Regions from separate parts of the Mus musculus genome. Here region 1 is linked to region 2. The links are chromatin contacts, called in public HiChIP or PLAC-seq maps. All regions are on one chromosome and are shown on one strand. Each heading gives the region's core, a stretch centred on a gene start, on an enhancer-like site or on the middle of the called end of the contact. The rest is flanking DNA. Distances are from core to core; before and after follow the strand shown.

Region 1 (5,726 bases), core at 75-2,574, 120 kb after region 2:
ATGTATATGCAACATAAATACATGGACACACACACACACACACACACACACACACGGATAGGGACACATACACATGATGTAGGTATTATTAAGTAAGCTTACAAAAGAATATCTTTCAAATGTCCTTAGTGTTTATGTCCCCTCCTCTCTCCTTCTGTATCACCCTTCTTACTCCCCCACTTCAGTACCCCCGACCCTATTTTAAAATTTTAATATCTATTTATTTGTATGTGTGTACCATGTTGCTTACGTGGTGGTCAGGACAACTTTGTGGATTTGGGTCTAAATTTGGGTACTGGAAATTGTAGTCCTGACTACTCTGGAATTCACTATGGCTGTTTTTGAACTCACGTAAGTCTTTCCTGCCTAGGTCTCTAGAGTGGTGGGATTACAGGCATGTGGATCCTTTTTACGTAGTTTATTATGGGAAGAAATGCTCGACTGTGCTTAGGGAAGACAGTGCTGGTAAATTCAGGACGGTAATGTTTTGCGAGAGCAGTGCTGGTGGTTAGCTGAGAGGAGGAAGCCCTAGGACCATGCTGGGAGTGAGTTCAGGAGGAGGATGCTCTGGGAGGACGGGGCTGGGAGTGAGCTGGAGAGGAAGGCTACTTCTTGTGCTGGTTGTCTGTTGTCATCTTGACACCTAGAGTTACCTGAGACGAGGGAACCACAATTGGGAAAATGATTGGCCTTTGTGGCATTTTCTTGATTAATAATTGATGTGGGAGGTCCCAGCCCTCTGTAGGCAGGAGGTCCTGGGTTCTATAAGAAATCAGGCTGAGCAAATCCTGAAAGCAAGGCAGTAAGCAGCACCCTCCATGGCCTCTGCATCAGCTCCTGCTCCAGGTCCCTCTGCATTCCTGTCCTGACTTCTTTTAGTGGTGGGTGTGACCGAGCCTAGTAAGCTGGGGTACCCTTTCCTTCCCGAGTTGCTTTGGCCGTGGTGTTCTGTCCCAGCAATCGAACCCCTAGCTAAGACACTTGTGGCTCTTTTATTTTCGCTTCTGAAGTTTCACAGTTTACAGCGAGCGGAAAGTTGCATGGTGGCACGCTAAGGCTACAGAATCCCAGATGGATTTTGATTTATTATAAGACTGGGCAGCCTTTGCCAGATGCAGTGTTCTTTGAATAAATGTAAAGCAGAAGTAGCTTATTTCTGATGGGATCCTGACTCGCTGTAGAACTGATGAGTCATGGCAGCTCACTGTGTGAAAGGACCATTTCAGACGGCCTTCTCTTCCCGCTGACTTCCTGTGCGTGGACTGCTCATTTCCACTCCCTTCTGTGAGGTCAGAGTAACGTTCAAAACCACACTAACCTTGCCGGCACCAGCTGCTCATCAGGCCGGGAGTTCTGCAGAGACCGGATGGCACTTGAGGGTGACAGTTTCCCTGCTGATAGAATGTGTGCTTGTAGTTTGCTTAAAATTTTTCGGCTCTATGTAGTGGCACATGCCTTTTATCCCAGCACTTGTAAGGCAGAAGCAAGCAGATCTCTGTATTCGAGGTAGCCTAGATTGCAGAGTGAGTTCCAGGACAGCCAGGGTTACACAGAGACCCTGTCTCCAAAAACAAAAATAAAACAAAACAAGAAATTAAAAAACAAAAACAAAAACAAAAAACAAAAATAAATTCTGGATTGAATGAATTCTGGAATGTAGGCTCCGAGGTTAAGAACACACACTGCTGTTATTAAGGACCGGATTTGGCAGCTTGTTAGCATCTGTAATTCTCCTCTGGGGGACCTGGCTCATTTTCAGGGATACCTGCACTCAGGTGCACATCCCCACCCTACATATTCCTTTTTTTGTTTTAAGTTTAAAGAAGTAACTTCGGCATTTAGTTCACTGCTCTTGCAGGGGACCTGAGTTCAGTTTCCACATTGGGACACAGAGACCTGTAACTCAAGCCGCAGGGATCCAGCGCCCTCTCCTGGCCGTTGTAGGCACTGTACTCGTGGGCACCTGCATTGAGAGCACATTCTCCTGGATACATAATTATTAAGTCTTTAGGACCCTTGGAGGCCCCCAGAAACTGAGCCACCAACAGAAGAGCATTCATGGGCTGGACCTATGCCCCCCACACAGATGTAGCAGAAGTGCAACTTGGTCTTCATGTGGGTCCCCCAACAATTGGAGCAACTGGACCCCTGACTCTGTTGCCTGCCTGTAGATCCTGCTCCCCTAACTGGGCTGTCTTGTCTGACCTCAGTGGGTGTGGATGTGCCTAGTCCTGCAGTGACTTGAGATTGCCCGGGTGGGTTGGTTCCTGGGAGGGACCTCCCCCTTCTCAGCGGTGAAGAGGGAGGGGCCATTTGAGGGGGCACTGGCAGGACCGGTGGAACCGTGATAGGGATGTAAAATGAATAAATAAGTTAATGGAAAGAAGAAAGAAAAAGAAATAAGTCTTTAAAGAAATTCTGCTCTTTTTTACAGTAAATCTTGATAGGCATAATGTCCATTAATAAAAGCTTGAGGTCTTCAATGGGGCTTAAAAGTGTGAGTAAGTCTTTAGGTTACAGAGCAAGAGAACTGCTGGGCAGGTGTTCTCTCAGAAAAATGCATTCAAATTTGGCCTAGAAAATATTCCAGGGTCTGGGGAGGCGGCTCAGTGTGTATCCCCAGCAGGTATGCACCCCCAGCACGCATAGAGCCCTGCTGGTGAACCTTAGCACCATGGAAAGAGGGTGGCTGCTGGAGCCTGCAAGTCCAGCATTCAGAAGACAGGGCAGGAGGATCAGAAATGTTAGTCCATCCTCAGCTAGGTAGATAGCTCAGAGCTAGCCTGGGGTACATGAGACCCTGTCTCAGAAGAGGAGGAGGAAGAAGAGGAAAAGGAGGAGATAGAAGAGAAAAGAAGGAAGAAGAGTTGGGGTGGGGAGGGAAAAGCCCCAACATTTTAAGGATTCTTTTCTAAAAACTAAGTTTTGTATGTATGTGATGCACACACAAGCACACACACATACACACACGCACTCATAATTTATTTTTTTATTAAAATTATTTTTATATATGTGGGTGTCTGTGCATGCCTGTGGACACCAGAAGAGGGAATTGGACCTCCTGGAAATGATATTACAGATGGCTATGAATCACTATGTGGGTGCTGAGAATCAAACCCGGGTCTTCTTGAAGAGCAGCCAGGGCTTTTGACCACTGAACCGTTTTTCTAGGCCTTCATATACACAATTTAAAAAGAAAAAAAAAAAAAAAAAAAGCTGGGAGTAGTGGCACACAGTTTTGGTCCTAACACTTTTGAGGGAGAGGTAGGCAGATCTCAGTGAGTCAAGGCCAGCCCGGTCTACATAGAGAGTTCCAGGCCAGCCAGGGCTACAAATTTTAAAGCTAAAACAACAGAACCAACCCCGTTTCCCCCACCCCCAAAAGTGAGGTTTGCTGTTGTTATTCTGATATGTAATGACGCCTTTTGCTCTGTAAGGCACCATTAGAATTCAGTTAGCCATGTCTTTTATAGCAACAATTTATCAAATTCCAATTAGGCAGGGAGCATAATTTTGTATGTGATATTTGCTGTGCTAATAGTGCCAATGCAGCAATAACTTTATCGATCCCCGCCGGGGAGATGGTATTGGACTTGCAAGTAGGCGGCGCCTTTAGAACTGTGTCTCTGTGCATACATCGATAGAAAGAACATTCACGGAAGCTACAATTGCTGCTTCTTTGTTTGAGCTTAGTGAGACTTTAACTTTCTTTTATTGTATTGTCTGATAGATACTGTGTGTGTGTGTGTGTGTGTGTGTGTGTGCCTTTGTCTCCACCTCTGCGCATATACAGAGGTCAGAGAACAACTTCCATTATGTGGGGCCCAGGGATTGGAACTCTGGCCACCCAGCTTCATGGCATGCGCCTTTCCCGGCTGAGTCAACTTGCCTGCTCCTAAGTGAGATGTTTAAACTCAGTTTTCCAGGCTTGTTTTCAATTCAGAGCTTTAGAATTTGAAATTAGGGAATATGACATGTCCTCATACAATCAAAAAAGAATTGTGGGAATTGTGTTTGATAAGATGCCTTCTGTGGTCCTGGGCCCTCAATAAGTATTGTGACAACTGAACCGGATGGTGGTGGCGCAAGCCTTTAGTGCCAGTCAGTGCTTTTGAGGCAGATCTCTGAGTTCCAGGCCAGCCTGGTCCACAGAGCTAGTTGTACAGCCTAGGCTACAACAGAGAAACTCTATCTTCAAAAACAAAAGCAACAGACAAAGAATTGTTAGATCTGCTTCTGTCCATGTGGCACCTGTGGTTTCATAGGTAAGAATTCTGCAAGGGCCAGGCAGTGGTGGCACACGCCTTTAGTCCTATTGCTTGGGAGGCAGAGGCAGGTGGATTTCTGAGTTCGAGGCCAGCCTAGTCTACAGAGTGAGTTCCAAGACAACCAGGACTATACAGACTGTCTCAACAAACAAACAAAACAAAATAACAACAAAAAAGAATTCTGCCAGGTGTTCCAAGTTTACCCTTGCGTTGTGCTTTCTACATGAAGAGCAGCCAACCTCCTTCCTGCCTCTAACTGCAGCCTCATTCTAACTCTGCATTCCCGTTTTCCCCGGAGCTTGAACACAGTCTGCTCCAGCTGAGTCTGCCAGGGAGGAAGGAGAAGGATGGTGTGCGGGCTAGTTTTTGTCAGCTTGACACAAGCTACAGGCATTAGGGAAGACGGATTCTCTTGAGAAAAATGCCTCCATAAGATTGATTAGTGTGGGTGGTGCCACCCCTGGTCGGGTGGTCCTGGGTTGTATAAGAAAGCAGACTGAGCAAGCCAGTAAGCAGCACCCCTCCCACCCCCCCAACTGCTTTTGCTTCAGCTTCCTACCCTGTCTTGAGTTCCTGTCCTGACTTCCTTTCAGTGACGCTTTGTTACCTGGAAGTGTGGGTGACGTGGGCCCTTTGCCCCTGAGTTGTGCTATCACTGCAGAAGAAAAGTTACTAAAGAAAGGGAGGCATCACACCACTTGGTCTCTTTGTGTTGCCCGTGGTCTCTGGCCCTGCTTCTCATGGCCAAGTCACTGTCCCCCTCCCTGTCCCCAGCACCCCAGGTAGCACCTGCCTCACTCCTGCGAGGACCTCTTTGCTCTCAGACTGGAAAACAGGAACAGTTCTCAGAAGGGCATCGCTTGCTCTCCTCTTGGGTGGCATTGTGCCACCATCTTAACAGGGTCACTAGGAACAGGTAGCCTCCTTTTGGTCCCAGTTTCTTATGTTGTCAGTTTTAAACAAATGAGGCTTGCAGAGGGTGCTAGAGGGGGGTTTCCTTCTGGAAGGGAAGGGATTTCTGGAGCCCCCTCCTCAGCCTGCCTGGCTGGGACTTTTCTTTCTTCCTTTCCTCAGTGTTGGTCTTCCTAGGTTTTTGTTTTGGAAATGGGGACTAGACTATAAAACCAGGTTGACCTTGAACTCCATCCTCCTGCCTCAGTCTCTGGTATTATAAGCATATTTTTTCCTCTTCCCCAAATGATTTGGCTTATAGTGTTCCTATGAGACAAAAGCGGGGGGGGGGGGTAAGTATTATAAATCTGATTCCTGTATACTCAGGGTAGGGTGTGAGGCCCAACACTGAGACAGTTCTCTTACATCCCATGCTGGCCTTGGGTTGCAGCCTGTGATGGTCTTTTTTTTTTTTTTTTTTTTTTTTTTTTTTTGGTTTTTCTGTATAGCCCTGGCTGTCTCACTTTGTAGACCAGGCTGGCCTGGAACTCAGAAATCCGCCTGCCT
Region 2 (5,615 bases), core at 1,325-3,824:
ATCTATTTTCCAGATGAGGAAACAGGCAACAGGCCCCAGGCATAGCTTGGGTACTTGGCCATGGACACCTCAGTTTGGGGAGAGGCTAGTTGGGGACTAGAACAGTATTAATGAAGGGAGGGAGAGAAAGGGAGAGAGAGAGAGAGAGAGAGAGAGAGAGAGAGAGAGAGAGAAACAGATACAGAGAGAGAAAGAGACAGACAGAGAAGACTCCAAAGCATATAATGACCATGGGAAATGCAAAGCGTAGGAGCTATGAAGTGAGCAGCGTACCTCAGGGCACCCCCTAGTCCTTGGTGGCCAAGTAAGATGTACAAAAGGAAGACATCAATGCTCGAGGAGCAGAGAGACTTGAAGGTCAAGTTGTAGCCTTCCTTAAAGACACAGGGACTCCATTAAAGATCTGACAGCAGATGGATCCACCACTCCCTCAGCATTTCGTCAGTGATTACTATGTGCCAGCCCCGGTGGCCGGCCTGTGAAGTGGGAAGCAAGAGGGCTGTGGGAACACTCAGGATAGGGACGGCTGTGGGATGGCTGGCAATGCTGTCAGTCAGGATGCACCAGTGCTCACCAGGGAAACTCAAGGCCATACTAGCAGATGCTAGACATGAAGTAAGAGGAGGACACTGAGCAGTCTCTGACGAGACTCTGGCTGGCTGGCTGGCTGGCGGTGCACACACAGCATAGCCATGCTGTCTTAGATGGCCTATGGAGTGGTGAGGGTTGAAAGAAGCCAGGCAGAGCCCGTGGGGCTTTCTGTAAAGTGCAAGGGCAGTGAGGAGAGCAAAGCCCACTCAGAATCGTACTTCATGGCACGGCCACTTGGATCATTTTCTCCTCTTCAGAGTGGTTTCCCTCCTTCCTCCTTTACGTGGGTCCTGGGACTCAAGCCCAGGCTCATGTACCATAAGCACTTTGCCCATTAAGCCATCCTGCCGGCCTCCCTTGGCTTTTGTAAGAGCTGTGAAAGCAGTAATCATCTTTTAGGAGCAGACCTCACTCAGGAATGTCGTCAACCCCATCCTTTGGCTGGCGTATGACCTTCCCACAGAAAGCCTGGGTCGTCTTGTCCTTACCTCTGGAGCGGTGCCTAAGAACCAGGAACACTGCGTCTGTCTGACTGACCAAGAATTAGGAGCAATCTTTCAACGAAGCCGAAGCCTGGGTTTCAGAAGACCGCCATGTTCTAGGTTAGGTGGGCAGCCATGGTGCACAACTCCAAATCTGTGGTTCTAAAAGGATTCCTAGAGAAGCCACAAAAACCCAGACCACCAGCGAGTGTCCTCTCAGACCTCATTCTCCATCTCGCCCAGGAGCAACTTCCTGGCTCCTCCCACGGTGCTCCGCATACAGGTATTATACCCTGGAGGATGCCAGGATGCAGTAAGAAACCTTCAAGCCAGGACTGCCCCTTCCTTTTCTGTGCCCTCTGCATTTAAATGGCAATTCCTTCCTAAAAGAATCACAACAAGAAGGGATGTCACCCACTCCCCTCTTCAAACAAGATCTTATAAAAACCGATACCAACGCTTTTCTTTAATAACATTTTACCATTTTGATTCCAACTATAGCTTTATGGCTACGGAGCAACTGCAGAATATGTATGCAGATATAAATACTGTAGCTATAAATGTAGAAAATAAACTTCAAAAGAGTGATTTTTAAAAATGAAGTCATTTTGACTGGTATCACTTGCCATTTTCTAACTACAGATCAATAACGCATCCAGAGTTCAATTCAGAATATTTTCATTTAATTTCTGTAATATTAGGTACTCACTATAGACATCAAGACATCAATAATACTTCAGAGGCTGGGGTGGAGGACACTTCTGTAGACAGTTCCAATATGCATATAAAAACAGTTTAAACAGGGCATGAGAATTACAGGTGTCACGTGACCTGTACTTCGGTAGAGGCAGAGGATTGTAAGCGTGAGGCTAGCCTGGACTATGTAGTGAGCTTGTATATAGCCTGGGCTAGGAAGAGGCCCTGACTTGAAGAAGAAGAAGAAGAAGGAGGAGGAGGAGGAGGGGGAGGGGGAGGGGGAGGGGGAAGGAGGGGGAGGGGGAGGAGGGGGAGGGGGGGGAGGAGGGGGAGGAGGGGGAGGGGGGAGGGGGGAGGAGGAGGTCCATCAATCAAGCTCTGTATTAGTTCTTTTTTCTCATGGCTGTAATAAAGCAGCAGTGATGGTTCAGGGGAAGAGGGTTCATGTGGCTCAGACTGGGGGGAGGCCATACACCATGTGCAGAAGCCGTGACGAAGCTCAAGGCAGCAAGGTCATGAGGAGGTGGCTCCTTAGTCATCTGACAGACCAGGAACTGGAGCACATGAGAGAAAGGAGCAGGGCTAACACAGCCCTAAGGACCCACCACCCCCGTCACCCCCTTTCTCCAGCGAGGCTGACTTTCTAAAGTTCTACAGTCTCCCCCAAAATGAGCATCATCACCTGGGAACCAAGTGTTCAAACACACAAGCCTATTAGGGACTCAAACAGTAAGGTGCTCCCTGCCCAAATGCTCCCTGCCCATGCCCCCTCCCCCACCACTCACCACCCCAGTTCTGCCCAACCACAGGCCCTGAGCAACAGGACTAAAGCAACCAAGGGTGGATCTTCAGAAACCACCAGCCAAAAGCACAGCACACACAAGTAGCAAGATCCATTTGAGTACAGAGTAGAGCTGACACCCAACTGTCACCAGATAAAAGCTAACATCATGATTATAGTCACAGTCGCCTGGGCTGCTGTCTGCTTGTCCCAAACAAGAGGCAGGGCATGTCTGTCTCAAGTCTCCTTCTCCATGCACATATCCACCTTTCTTGGTGACTAACATCAGGCTTTCCGGTCCAGTCCTAAGCATGACTCCTGCAGAGCCTGACTGTTGACCCCCAGCTAGTTTCCTGTGTCTGCAGTCAGCTTGTTCCCACTGTAGACAGCAACTGTGTGTGTGTGTGTGTCTGTGTGTGTGTGTCTGTGTGTGTGTGTCTGTATGTCTGTCTGTCTGTCTGTCTGTCCACCTGACTGTGGGCATGTGTTTTTGAATGCAGGTACCTAAGGAAGCCAGAAGTGTTTCAGACCCCATGGAGCTCAAGTTGTGTGCTAGGAAACCAAACAGGTTCTCGTCAAGAAAAGCACGGGTCCTTAGCCACTTATTCCCGTTGCCCCCCTTTAAGAAATTCACTTTTCTTGGGGTGTGTGTGTGAGAGAGAGAGAGAGAGAGAGAAAGCTGCTCTTCCAGAGGTCCTAAGTTCAATTCCCAGCAATCACATGGTGGCTCACAAATGGGATTGGACACCCTCTCCTGGTGTGTCTGAGGACAACAACAATATACTCACATAAAATAAATAAATCTTTAAAAAAAAAGAAAAGAAAAAATATATAAAAAAGAAAAAAGCTGGATGTGGTGGCGCACACCTTTAATCCCAGCACTTGAGAGGCAGAGGCAGGTGGATTTCTGAGTTTGAGGCCAGCCTGGTCTACAGAGTGAGTTCCAGGACAGCCAGGGCCACACAGAAAAACCCCGTCTCGGGAAAAAAAGAAAAAAGAAAAGAAAAAGAAAAAGAAAAAAGAAAAAAAGCAAGGGTTTCCTGTACTGAAACTTATCCTATAGACCAGGCTAGCCTCAAATTCAGAGATCTCTATGCCCATCTCCCAAGTGCTGGGATTAAAAGTGTGTACCATCACACCCAGCACTACATTTTCTTATAATGGGATTTAGTAACATATTTAAATGCAGTAATGCTATAAAAAATTTATTACTTGTGAATCTAGCTGTTTTATCAGTCTAGTGAATACTTAGGATGAAATGAAATGTGTTTGGGGGATTTGGGTGTTATTTAAAAACAATTAAGGGGCTGGAGAGATGGCTCAGCAGTTTAGAGCGTGTGTTACTCTTGCATAAGACCCCGGATCTATTCTCAGCACCGTGTGGTGGCTGCACAACCATCCATTACTCCTGCTCCTGGGATCAGACATCCTCTTCTAAACTCTGTGGGCACCAGGCGTGCACACCGCACACATACATTCATGCAGGGAAAACATTCATACATATATAATAAAGATATAGATAAATCTTTTAAAAGGTAAAAAGAAAACAGTAAGAAGCTAAGTACACGAGGCAGGCAGAAGTATTAGGCTTGAGGCTAGCCTGGGCTACACAGCCATAGACAGGTCATCCAGGGCTACATGACAAGACTATCTCAAACAAAAAGCATTTTCGGAAATAAGTAAACAGTCAGGCTAGAGATCAGCGAGGAAGGTACTTGTTCTATAAGCAGCAAAACCGAAATGAGAGCCTCAGCTTTAAGGACAAAGCCAAGCACTGGCCGATTAAAAGGACCCCTGGAGCTCAAGGGTCAGCCATCCTAGCCCTGTCGGCGAGCCCTAGGTTCCTGTGACAGACTTGTCTCTGAAGAACAGGATGGTTTCAATGCCTTTCCCCAGAACAAAGCAAGGTGGACAGCTCCTGAGGGAAGATGTCCAAGGCGGACCTTTAACCTGCACACATGTAAACAGGCCCACACATATGTGTGTGCATGCACATATGAAAATGACTAGGTAAGCCTCTAACCATTGTGCAATAGTTTATAGGGGCTAGAGAAATATCTCCGGGTTAAGAGCACTGACTGCTCTTCCAGAGGACCCAGGTTCAATTCCCAGCAACCACATGGTAGCTCACAACCTCCAGTTCCAAGAGAATGGATGCCCTCTTCTGGTCTCTTCAAGCACTGCACACATATAGTGTAGAGACATACATGTAGCCAAAATAACCATACACACAAAATAGAAATAAATGTGTTTTAAAAAAGCAGGGTAGGGGGCTGGTGAGATGGCTCAGTGGGTAAGAGCACCCGACTGCTCTTCCGAAGGTCCAGAGTTCAAATCCCAGCAACCACATGGTGGCTCACAACCATCCGTAACAAGATCTGACTCCCTCTTCTGGTGTGTCTGAAGACAGTGTATTTACATATAATAAATAAATAAATCTTTAAAAAAAAAAAAAAAAAAAAGCAGGGTAGTTGCCGGGCGTGGTGGCACACGTCTTTAATCCCAGCACTTGGGAGGCAGAGGCAGGTGGATTTCTGAGTTCGAGGCCAGCCTGGTCTACAGAGTGAGTTCCAGGACAGCCAGGGCTACAGGGCTATACACAGAGAAACACTGTCTCGAAAACCAAAAAAAAAAAAAAAAAAAAAAAAAAAAAGATATAAAAATGAAAAAGGGAGAGAGAAATAAAAAGCACAGAGAACCCCCCACTCTGTAAGAGTGCCACTGCTGGGAGCTGGAGAGATGGCTCAGTGATTAAGAGTGCCGACTGCTCTTCCGGAGGTCCCGAGTTCAAATCCCAGCAACCACATGGTGGCTCACAACCATCCGTAACGAAATCTGATGCCCTCTTCTGGTGTGTCTGAAGACAGCTACAGTATACTCACATACATTAAATAAATGAATAAATCTTAAAAAGAAAAGAAAAAAAAAAAAGAGTGCCACTGCTTACACGGTGCATGTGCATGTACACATGCATGCATACGCGCGTGCGCATGTGCGCACACGCGCGCGCACATATACACATGATGATCACAAACGGCGCTTACAGGCACTCACTCAGCTCTCTC

The links. HiChIP or PLAC-seq counts read pairs in DNA pulled down with a chosen protein or histone mark.
Region 1: an H3K27ac HiChIP or PLAC-seq map of the HPC-7 cell line shows a contact between it and region 2, with 8 times the contacts expected there. The contact joins two enhancer-like sites. A contact is called at or near these places in 4 of 39 promoter capture datasets (HPC-7-derived erythroid cells, fetal liver, hematopoietic stem and progenitor cells and 1 more), 6 of 484 Hi-C or Micro-C datasets (the BV-2 cell line, the F1.1 cell line, bone marrow-derived macrophages and 3 more), 6 of 115 datasets of contacts at active chromatin or transcription factors (the HPC-7 cell line, embryonic stem cells, epiblast stem cells and 2 more) and 3 of 9 other capture datasets (adipose tissue, liver and pancreatic islet).

The regions. Positions count from the first base shown.
Region 1 is chr17:83,731,082-83,736,807 of GRCm38.p6, forward strand. The region is part of intron 3 of Mta3 (metastasis associated 3); the gene reads left to right. Among named protein-coding and RNA genes, the nearest start is that of Mta3, 28 kb to the left of the region's middle. Within about 2 kb of position 1,325, at least 228 of the 459 cell types and tissues checked have an H3K27ac peak or open chromatin away from gene starts, as enhancers often do. A contact at or near this core is called in the HPC-7 cell line, where this site is marked.
Region 2 is chr17:83,607,462-83,613,076 of GRCm38.p6, forward strand. The region is part of intron 1 of Kcng3 (potassium voltage-gated channel, subfamily G, member 3); the gene reads right to left. Among named protein-coding and RNA genes, the nearest start is that of Kcng3, 22 kb to the right of the region's middle. Within about 2 kb of position 2,575, at least 4 of the 459 cell types and tissues checked have an H3K27ac peak or open chromatin away from gene starts, as enhancers often do. A contact at or near this core is called in the HPC-7 cell line, where this site is marked.